Regions from separate parts of the Zea mays genome. Here region 1 is linked to region 2. Evidence: chromatin contacts called from public Hi-C data. All regions are on one chromosome and are shown on one strand. Each heading gives the region's core, a stretch centred on a gene start, on an enhancer-like site or on the middle of the called end of the contact. The rest is flanking DNA. Distances are from core to core; before and after follow the strand shown.

Evidence for each region. A called contact is a pair of places that touch in the nucleus more often than the background predicts.
Region 1: a contact with region 2 is called in a Hi-C map of endosperm, with 3 times the contacts expected there. The contact joins the promoter of LOC100282188 here to the promoter of LOC103635420 in region 2. A contact is called at or near these places in 3 of 25 Hi-C or Micro-C datasets (bundle sheath, ear and endosperm).

What each region holds. Positions count from the first base shown.
Region 1 is chr8:79,011,208-79,016,548 of Zm-B73-REFERENCE-NAM-5.0, reverse strand. It overlaps LOC100282188 (RGG repeats nuclear RNA binding protein), which reads right to left and starts at 1,646. Exons shown (of 6, transcript NM_001371832.1): 1 at 1,284-1,646; 2 at 704-1,103; 3 at 454-598. The coding sequence starts at 1,440.
Region 2 is chr8:78,658,450-78,663,499 of Zm-B73-REFERENCE-NAM-5.0, reverse strand. LOC103635420 (protein Rf1, mitochondrial) reads right to left here and starts at 2,896. Exons shown (of 3, transcript XM_035961722.1): 1 at 1-2,896. The coding sequence starts at 2,672. The coding sequence ends at 285.

The sequences.
Region 1 (5,341 bases), core at 397-2,896, 350 kb before region 2:
ACATAACTGGAAAACTGATGTGAAAGCATACACTCTAATATATGGCCATTGCATTTGGCAGAGAAGAGCAAAAAGTAATGGATCGAAAAGCAGAAGAGACTCTAAATACAAAAATAATGCAATCACCAAGAAGCGCCCCATGTTGGCACAGCAGCACTAATTTTAAAGCAAAAGGTTCTAGAATAAATAACTATACTACCGAGCAAGGATTGACATGAATGAAACTAAAAGAATCACAAAATATTTCCACCAGTCTACTACACATTTTTCCATATATATAAACAAATGTTAAGAACATTGTAAGTGTCACAGTACCCAAAATCACAAGAGGTGCTAGGCATGTTAAAGGGTGCTACCATCACCCTTACAGAATGTGCTAGGCATACTACAACCATACACATTGCAACGCGGAATATGGTAGCAAGAGCATCTTAGTACAAACCAGAAATATACCTTATCCTCAGGTTCCTTTTCTTCTTCTTCATTCTCCGCGCCCTCCTTGTCCTTCTCAACCTCAGACTGTGGTGCATCTTCAGGTTTCTTCTCATCCTCCACCACGGCAGTAGTCTCCTCAGGATTAACAGCATCCACAGTGTCCCTATATGCCACACACACCAAAAGGTCAAAACTCTACATCTCCATCGTAGTAACTTGAGTGGTTCATCAAACCACATATTGAAGACTGAATAGCGACAATCTTAACTGTTCAAGGCCTTCATCAGTTGCAGTTCCCCAATTTCCACGCCCAGCCCCTTCACGCTTCATCCCGTAGCCACGGCCTGTGCCGCTGTGGCGCTCATATGCCCGGCGAGGACGTCCAAACTCATTCCCAGCCTGCCCATCGCTGTACCCACCACGTCGCCCACCTCCACGGTAAGGCTGGCGGGGCCCACGGCCCCTCTCTGCCTGCCTACCCTCACCATTTTCACCGCGAGCAACTCCACCGTCCCCAAAACCGCCGCCGCCGCCACCATACCCCCCCTCAAAGCCGTGGGCATCAGCATCGCCAAAATCTCGCCTCGGGCCAGTCCTGCCACCGCGGCCGCCTCTTCCACGTCCTGGACCATCGCGCGGTGGAGCACCATAGTTCCTTTCCTCCCTCACTATAATCACAAAAGGGCGTGATATCACCATCGGCGAATACGAATACTAATAATACGGGGCAACAGAAGAGTGAAATTTCAAAATAATACTCAAAAACTCCGAGGTCGAGACGGCACCACAGGATCTCAAAATCGGATAATTCCAACCTCGACATCGGAAGCGTATCGCTATAGGCTCACCAGGTTGCGCGGGCGGCGGAGGCTTGGTGGGCAACTTGGCCGGCGCGGGCGCGGGCTTAGGCACCGCGGCCGCCTTCTTCTCGGCAGCTGCGAGGAGGTGGGCAGGGTCGTCGTTCTCGACGTCTCCAAGTAGATCGAATTGGTTACTCGATGCCATTTCCGCTCGGCGCTTGCTCTAATCCCAGCCTGCGGTACTAATCCCCCCAGTCTCAATCGAAGCCTAGCACGCCATGGGATGGGCGCGGGTGCTCTAGGGTTTGGGCTCGGGAGGCAGCAAAACCCTAGCCGCCAACGAGTTTCGCTTGGTGAGGCGCTGAGGCGGTCTGCAATGTGCAGGTGACACTACTGTACGGCCACTGCGTCGCCTTCCGCTTTTCAGAGGACGGGCTCATTAGTTTATCATTTCCATTTGCCAAATGACGGAAAGGGGTTCAGCCAGTTTGAGGCCTAGCGTTTGTGTAGGGGGCACTTTTGTCATTTGAGTTGGTGTGCTAATCGCTCCCCTGCCCGAGAAGCGGCGGGTCGGGCTCGGGATCTGTGGGCCTAGGCTAAAGCGTGGATATGTGGACCTTTGTGGTGTTCTTGGGCGTATGCTGGTTTTTGTTGGGCCTTTTCATACTGAATGAGAAAAATGAGCCCAATAAACGAGAGAACTGTACCGGCAAACATGTACGTGCGTTGTGAGTAAAGAAAAACCATCTAAACGTTTGCGAAAAAAACAAAAACTAGAATCATAAACACTATTTATATTTTTACCCTTTTACAAAAAAAAAAAAACAAATCGAAAACCAGATCTAATTTTGGCATGACTATGTCAAAGCATCTCCAAGAGAGGACTTAAGTCGGGTCCTATATTCAAATATAGGAGTTAAGATCTTAAAATAGCTTTCAAAAAAGTTGTTATTTTATAAATTTCTATCAAATGAATATAGCACCCGAAGTCACAGTTGCTAAATATAGCACCCAGTCAGGAGACCTATTCATGTGCGTCTAATCTCACGGAGTTAACTACCACGTGGGTTTAGGAGTGGGTTTATGAGTTGTTGTTGGAGTTCATAAAAATTGTTGATCCAAGTTAACTTAAATCAGGTCCAATTTAGCTTTTGAGGCCCTAATTATAGGAGTTCCTCTTCGAGATGTTCTCATGTAAAATATAAGCTAAAAAAAATACCCTATTGAGGACAAAATATTTTTGATACCTTTTTTCCCTTTCGGTTATAAAGCACTAAATATTTTTTTAGGATAATATAATCTGGGACGATGGGACTATTCTATCTACAAGGATAAAAAAGAGAGAAGGATATGTATGAGAGCATAATAATCAGTTTTTTATTTACACGCCGAGAAATATTGGATTAGACAAAGCTGAGACTATCGAAGATCTCGCAGGCCATGTACCTGAAGCCAGAGTTGGTGCATGAGACTGTTTTCATTTTCTAGCTAGTGACCGACCAATTAGGCATCTTAGTTGTCCCAAATCTCTTGATGCTTGCTGAAGAAAAGCAGATGGACAGCAGGGCCCACGGACCTAAACAAAATGAGCTTGGCATGTCCATCAATGAATTCAAGCGGTCGTTGTTCATCATGCTTCATGCCTATCAGAATTCAGAAGAGATCTATGTCACACTCTGCTGAGGGTACCTTTAGATACAGGCAACCTATCAACCCCTCTACCTTCACTACTAGTTTCTACTACTATCTATTAAGTCAATAGTGTAGACCGCGACACTACCATAACTTCACCCTCCTCAGACCCCACCGGCATATATGTGGCCTGTCGCGGCCTCTATTGGTCATTCCGGCCTCGAGGCCCAAGCATGGCGTTCTTGCATCGGAGGCCAAAGCCCAACACAACTAGCTTCAGTTCGGTACACCTGGTAGCACTATAGCTCAGCAACAATTAGCAATAGCGGCATGCATGTAGAAGTGGCAGTTGAGTTTAAGCGCAGAAACAACCCCAGCCCCGGCAGTGTGTAGTTGGCGGTAAGTCTCCCATGCAGCGCAATGGCTTTTAATTGCCTCTCACTTACAAGTACAGTTGTAGTATCTGTTCATGTACGCACACACTCACACCAAAACTCACCCCTACCGTACACAAGCAGACCATGACTCCACCCTCCCCAGGCCCACGCATGCTCGCCAACACCCGTGTCGCCTCCCGCACCCTCTACACGACACGCCCCAGCCAGCCTCCCGCTTCTCGCGTTCACGCGGATTGGTTCTCGCCAACAACTGTGTCCTTTTCTTCATCTTCATACTTTGCTAGCAAACCATGACCTCCGCGCCAGTCTTCACGCCATCCGCAACCTCCATGCCATGTCAATTGTCGCGTCCTACCCACCCACTCCACAACAGACTCCCACCCGCTTCTTATGCCGCCGGTACTCCACCTGTAAGGAGGAGGGTGCCTGCCTAGATAAGGTTGCATCGGCTTCTCCCGTAGCTACCACTGCGAATGGCGATTGATTTCCAATAATTGGTGGGAGCTTTCCTCACTAACCTAACCGGCCAACAACTCACGATCGAGGTTCTTCTTGGCTTGATTTCCTCCCGCAGAGGGCCTGAAAGCATCTAGGCCCCTAATTGGTTTTAGTGATTAATAACAACGTAATATTATATGTGACTAACGTGTGTTTTGCAGAGCAAATGGTAAGTTAGGTCGCATTACAAGAAGTTGTACTACAACGGTGAAAACAATCCCTGAGATGAGAACTTGAAGTGACGGTTGAAACGACGAATCAAAAGATGAAGGTCTTCGTATTCTGAGTGTCGAAGGAGTTGCGGACACTCGGTATAATTGAAATAGAAACACTCCCTTCCAAATGCTATTGCCATTCTCCATTCCGGTCTGTAGCAACGTACTTAGCGCACTAGTTCAATTTTTTTATTCACTCTTCTGTATCTAGCATTGATAAATCAAACAAACTATGACAAATTAAAGGAGAGGGAGGGCACTCTAACCAGGCTATATTTTCACTGCTTCATGGATTTTCGTTATTGGGTCTCACCCCGGGAGAGATTTTCTGCATTAGCGATCATGCCCCCCTTATTCTAGCAGAGGAACAGCTTCATCAGATTCATTCCCTTGCTAATCCGCCTTCAAGTACAGGAAAGGCTCCTGAACTGCTACCTAATAATAGATGACTTCATTTTACGGAATACCTGCAACGAGGTTAAGGCGTTAACAAAGAGAGGCCATAGATAGGCACAGTCTTCCCATACTGGGAGTCAACAGCTTAGATGAAATCCAAAGGCTTCTTATTATTCACCGCTAGGATCTCTACTCGTTATCTAGGATGGGCAAATGAATGGACTCTCCCTCCCCCTCAATAATAGTCGTATCAAGAGACAGAGGTGAGTTAGCAATTTCAGATAGCTCGGTTGTGGGTACAGTTGCACTGAATACTCCTCTGCTTCCCCAAGGGAATCGAGTGGATTAAAGCACTCCACTCCGTAGTACAAAGAAATTCACAGCACTGATTTGTGACAGTACCATGCTAGCACAGTGAATTTTGTGCTTCCATTCTAATCTAATTACAGAAGAAATGATGCTGGAAGAAACCCAGCGACTTTCTCAATTCTAAATGCTAGTTCGCGTCACTCACATATGCCCAACCAACTGAGCTATCTGAACCATGCCGACTTTCTTTCAGCATATAGCGTCTACAAAAACAACATTGGATCACTTTTCCAGCAAGATCTTTCTATTTACGAAAATCTTCGATGTGGTGAAAACCGAACGTTGGCTTGTCTCGCGTGGTGGCGCTTACTACTTGAAAATACCTATAGTTTCAGTCCATCTTTCTCTTCCTGCAAGCATAAATATCCAGCCTTTGTGGTGAGATTGATTGCCTAGCAGTTCTAAGCAAGTACTTGATTTATAAGAAAGAGCCCGGTGGTACCACCCCACCATAAGTGGGTTCTTTCGGTATTGACCAACAAGTCCCTCTCATTGAGATTAATACCAGCTTGGTGAAACCGGAATTTCCTAATCAATCAAATCTGCTTGAAAATTAGCATAAGGAACAAGGTTTAGGAAAAACAAACCAAGGCCGGTT
Region 2 (5,050 bases), core at 1,647-4,146:
GTTTCAGAATTTCCATCAATCACGATAGCCGATAGGGATGCTATTGGGTAAACACTACCCACACAAGCCTGCACACGGTATTTGATAGGCACAGAGTAAATGCAAGCGTGGTTATTAAATATGAAAGACAATCTCTAGAAACAAGAAAATCCTTCAAGGCCAGGTAACTCTCCACTTCATTTGTGCCCAAGTTATGCAGAAGATTTCATGTTTTCAAATTGATCTTCTGAAATAAGTCTAGTTAGCAATCTCTAATGTCCAGCACAGAAAAACCGGGAAAGGTCTCAATCATCCCTAGGTTGCATGAAAGAGTGGTATTTTTCAGGAAGAAACTTTACTTCTTTCTGGTACTTCTTCTCTGAAACAATAGGAATCAGCAATGCAGCGGTGGAAGCTTCAAGGGAGAAGTTCTTCTCATCAATTTTGGTAAGGTAGGTTCCAGCCCTTCTCACATCTCCTTTTTCAAGTAGTCTTCTAACTATGATGTTTAGCATGTGTGAGTCGGCAGCACAGCCATTCTTCTCCATAGATAGAAAAAGATTATCAGACTCCTCTAACAAACCTTCTTCTATATGACTTTTGATCATTAAGCTGTAGGTTATCACATCAGGCACTGGACCACGGAGCACCATAGCTGAAAACAGGCTCTTTGCTTCATCAATCCTACCAACTTTCAGCAATGCATTAATCACTATACTGAAAGTCCGAACATCAAGCTCAAATTCTTTTGAACGCAAGTCCTCAAACATTCTCAGCGCTTCATCAACACAACTATTTTCACAGAGTCCTCCAAGAACTGTGTTGTATGTTTCGATTCTCAACTGTGTTCCTCTGTCAACCATTTTCATGTATAATTCCCTTGCAGCAACAATCCTTCCAGCCTGAAATAACCCATGCAGCATTATGTTAGATGTAATAGCACAAAATTTTACATCCTTCCTGAACATTTCTCTGTAAAGAGCTAATGCATCTTCAACCCTTCCATTCTTAAAGTAGCCATTAAGCAGAGAATTATAGGTCCAACTGTCAGGTCTCAAGCCAATGGAGACCATACGATCAAGTTGCTTAATCGATTCATCCATCTTCCCAACGAAGCAATATCCATCTATCAGTGTATTATATGAAACAACATCTGGTTTCACACCAATGTGTATAACCATATCAAAGAAATCTTGTGCTTCCACAACCCTTCCTTCCTTGCATAGGTTGTCCATTATTGTGTTCATGAATATGGCATCAGGGTGGATGCCCCTATTGATCATTTCAAAAGCCAGTTCCTCAACCTTCTTCCATTCACCAATGGAACATAGACCATGTATTAGTGAGGTAAAACTTATGATGTTAGGAGACAACCCTTCACTGACCATCTGATTGAAATGGTACACAGCATCCTCCACTCTGCCGGTCTTGCAAAGAATGTGAATTACCGTGCTGTAGCTGACTACATCTGGCCTCAAACCATTCTGTCGCATTTCTGTAAATGCAGTCATTGCCTTATCCACTGCTCCATGTTTAGCGTATGCACAAATCAAGATGTTGAAGGCACGATGTTCAAACGGAATACCGTCTCGAATCATCAAATCAAGGAGATCACGCACATCAATAAGAGCTCCTTTCGTGGCGTACCCATGAAGCAAGATGTGATAGATAGTAGAATTGGGTTTTTGACCCTTCCGAACCATTGAATCAAAGACACTCCTAGCTTCTGCGCATCTTCCAATCTTGCAATAATACTGTATCAGAAGACTGTAAGTGACAACATCCGGTTGAAGACCACTACCAGACATCTTTTTGAGCAGTCTCACTGCCTCTTCCAACTGTCCTAAAGAGCAATATCCACGGATCATGATATTATATGTCCTAGTATCCGGCATAACACCTTTATCAAACATATGTTGTAGGATTGCTACAGCCTTGTCCATTGCTTGAGCCTTGCACAGGCCATCAATGAGTGAGTTGTATGTCACAACATCAGGTGGAAGCCCCTGGCCCATCATTTCATGAAACAGGAAGTAAGCTTTGTCGACTTCACCTTCTTTAAAGAAGCCATCAATGACTGTGTTATACGACACCACATTGGGAGAACAGTTGTATCCGCCATCGGCCGTCATGTGAATCAGCAGCTCAAGAGCCTCTTGACTCTTTTTCTCGACGCAGAGCCCTTTGATAAGAGCATTGTAGGAGAAAACATCAGGTGTATAGCCAAGCTCCGGCATTCTTCTGAACACCATATCCATTGCGTCATCAGTCCTGTTGCCATCACAGAGACCCTTGATTAGCTGGTTGAGGGTCACGTTCTGCACCCTCCATCCCGTCTTGAGGAACAGGGCAAAGGCAGCGAAGGCGAGGTCCAAGCGGCCAACAGTGCAGAAGCAACGGATGAGGATGCCTATGATGGCGGCCATCATATTGACGCCGGACCGGACCATGGTATTGAAAAGGGACACGGCGAGCGCAGCGCTGTGACGTGGTGACGACGAGGAGTCGGCGCGAGCGACGACGGTGAGGACACTATTGAAGGCGTGCACCGATGCCGGTCTGGCCTGAGGAAGCAATTCATCGAACAGGTTGAGCGCGTCCTCTCGGCCGAGGCTTCCGGAGCGGTGCCGATTTAGGATTATCCGCTCCAGCTCCAAGCACGTGCGGCGGCCAGAGCTGACCCCTCGCGACATGCCTTGTCACTCGCTGTGTGGAGCAGTGGTGGAGTGAATGGGCCGAACGGATCTCTGCTTAGTCACTCGCTGCAACCAGCATAACGCGACGCTACAAGGCAAGCTCCTGCAATCTGGAACCCAGCACACGGATTTAGCAGCGGGAGGGTGTGCAAAGGGAATCGCGGAACATGAGGCAGGGGCGCAGGGCGAAGGGCAGCAGAAGCGGTGGAAGTGGAACTCACGATGTAGCGCTGGTAGAACTTGCGCTTGAAGTGGCAAAGCCGATTCCGATGCCGATGCGAGCCAGTGGGTGAGACGACAGCCCAAGACACGACCGGAAGGCTCCTCGGGCCTTCCTCACCTTTCGTGGGCCACTGCCCATAGAGACCTTGGGCTAGCTTGGCAAAAAGCCATCTTCAGTATTTTCTCTCTTGGCTGCAACTCTCAGGAGCATGTCTTAGCTTGCTATTATCAGACAAATGATTGACTTATAATAAAAGGATAGTTAGTTAAGTGCATGATGACTTGTGCAAAGGTTAAAAGTCGAAAAAGAACATCTCTACTCCAGTCTGTATCATACTAGCATCCCACACCACTGTGATCTCACCTGATGCTTGATCTCACCTAATGCTGCAATCGTTGACGTCGAGCAAACCACGTCAGGATCAATCAGGCTCCTTCGCCGGCACGGAACGCGTGCGATCAGGCGAAGGCACACGCCCCAGTTGAGACCTGACCTGATCGCCGGTGGAAGCTTTTTTTTACTGGCACTCCCACCTTCCAATTCCATTTCATCCCAAACTTGCGACGCACAGCACTATGTAGAAAAGGCAGTCGACTACCGTTTCAGAAGGAAGCTTGGATGCCAAGGAAATACAATAAAGCAAATGCTACCTTTTGTTTTCTTTTCTTGTTCTTCTCTATATAATAATACGACAAAGGAAACATAAGAAATGGAGCCATTCACTAGGTCCAAGTGAAGTGCAGTGTGTGAACTCGGAATAAGATCCAGTAGGATATTATTCAAAGAAAGGCACACTTCATCAACAAAAGAAAGAGAGAGGGCAAAAAAGGAGAGCTCCATTATGTACCCTAACTAATAGAAAGCGTGATTCGTTATTTACAACTGGATGCACAACCATACAGGCCCCCGGGAATGTGGTAATGCACGTGATGCCCTTTTTGCCTTCTCTGACCAAGACCGCACTCAAGAGAGTTGGAGTATTCCTTGGATATATAATCCATTCCTTTAAGAAGAAATCATCCGTCACTCCCAACTCACTCCATCCTATAAAAGCCACGGCCAGCTACTGTAACACTATAAAAATCATCAAATAAAAATAATACATTTAGTTATTAATGGTAATTATGGCAATAAATTTTTCATTCAAGTGTTTGTTATTTATTTGCTTTTGAAATAATTTTTGATTGCTCATGATTGATTTTGGTTATTGAATAACATTTCTTCTTAAATGAAAATCTAAATAAATAATATAATAATTATTAGTCCAAACATAAATATTTTATTTATAAATAATTTTGGTATAATTATTATGAATTTTAGGGTTATTTAAAAATATATTTTGGATTTAGAAAAGAAATAGAAAACAAAGAAAAAGAAAAAAAACCTAACCCTAAAGCCCATTAGGGGCCCAACAAACATCACAGCGCGCGCCCCATCCTCACATGCTAGCCGCTGCCGCCAGGGGAAATTCCCGCTTTCCCCTGTCGTGCGGCCCCCGGCCTTTCTCTCTCCCTGCCTCCCTTTCTCCCAGGCAGCCACCAGGAAGCCCCGGCGCCCAGCACCGACGCCCGAGCCGCTGCGCCAGCACGCACCCGCGCGCTGCACCGCACCCGACCGAAGCCCCGACGCCGCTTGGCCTTCACCCACGCCCGCAGCACGCCGCCGAGCAGCGCCCAATCCCGCGCGCCAGCCGACCCCGCGCGCCGAGCCCAAGACCCCGACGCCGAGCGCGCCCAGCCCCGTCGCGCCAGGACCTGCGCAGCTGCCGCGACCCAGGAGCCTGACCGAAGCCCACGCGCGCCAGCCGAGCTCCGCGTCCGTTCTTCATCGCGTGTAATGGAGCTTCAATGCGTCTGTTTCCTCTCCCTTCCCCATTACTCCCTCTCCCCATTGATGAACGCCATCAATGGCGCCTTGAACCCGTCGGCCACACCTCTCTCCCTCCCTGGCGCCTTCTCCCCTTCCCTCCCATTCTCTATAAATTGGACAGTCACTCCCTTCCTCTCTTCCTCCCTACTCGAGCTCGTCCCTACTCTCTCTCACTCTCCTCGCCGTTAGAGCCACCACCACCGTCGCCGGAGTTCACCACACCATCGCCGGAGTCCGTGGAGCCTCGCCGGAGCTTGTACCTCGTCGTTCCCTGCTCGACCGA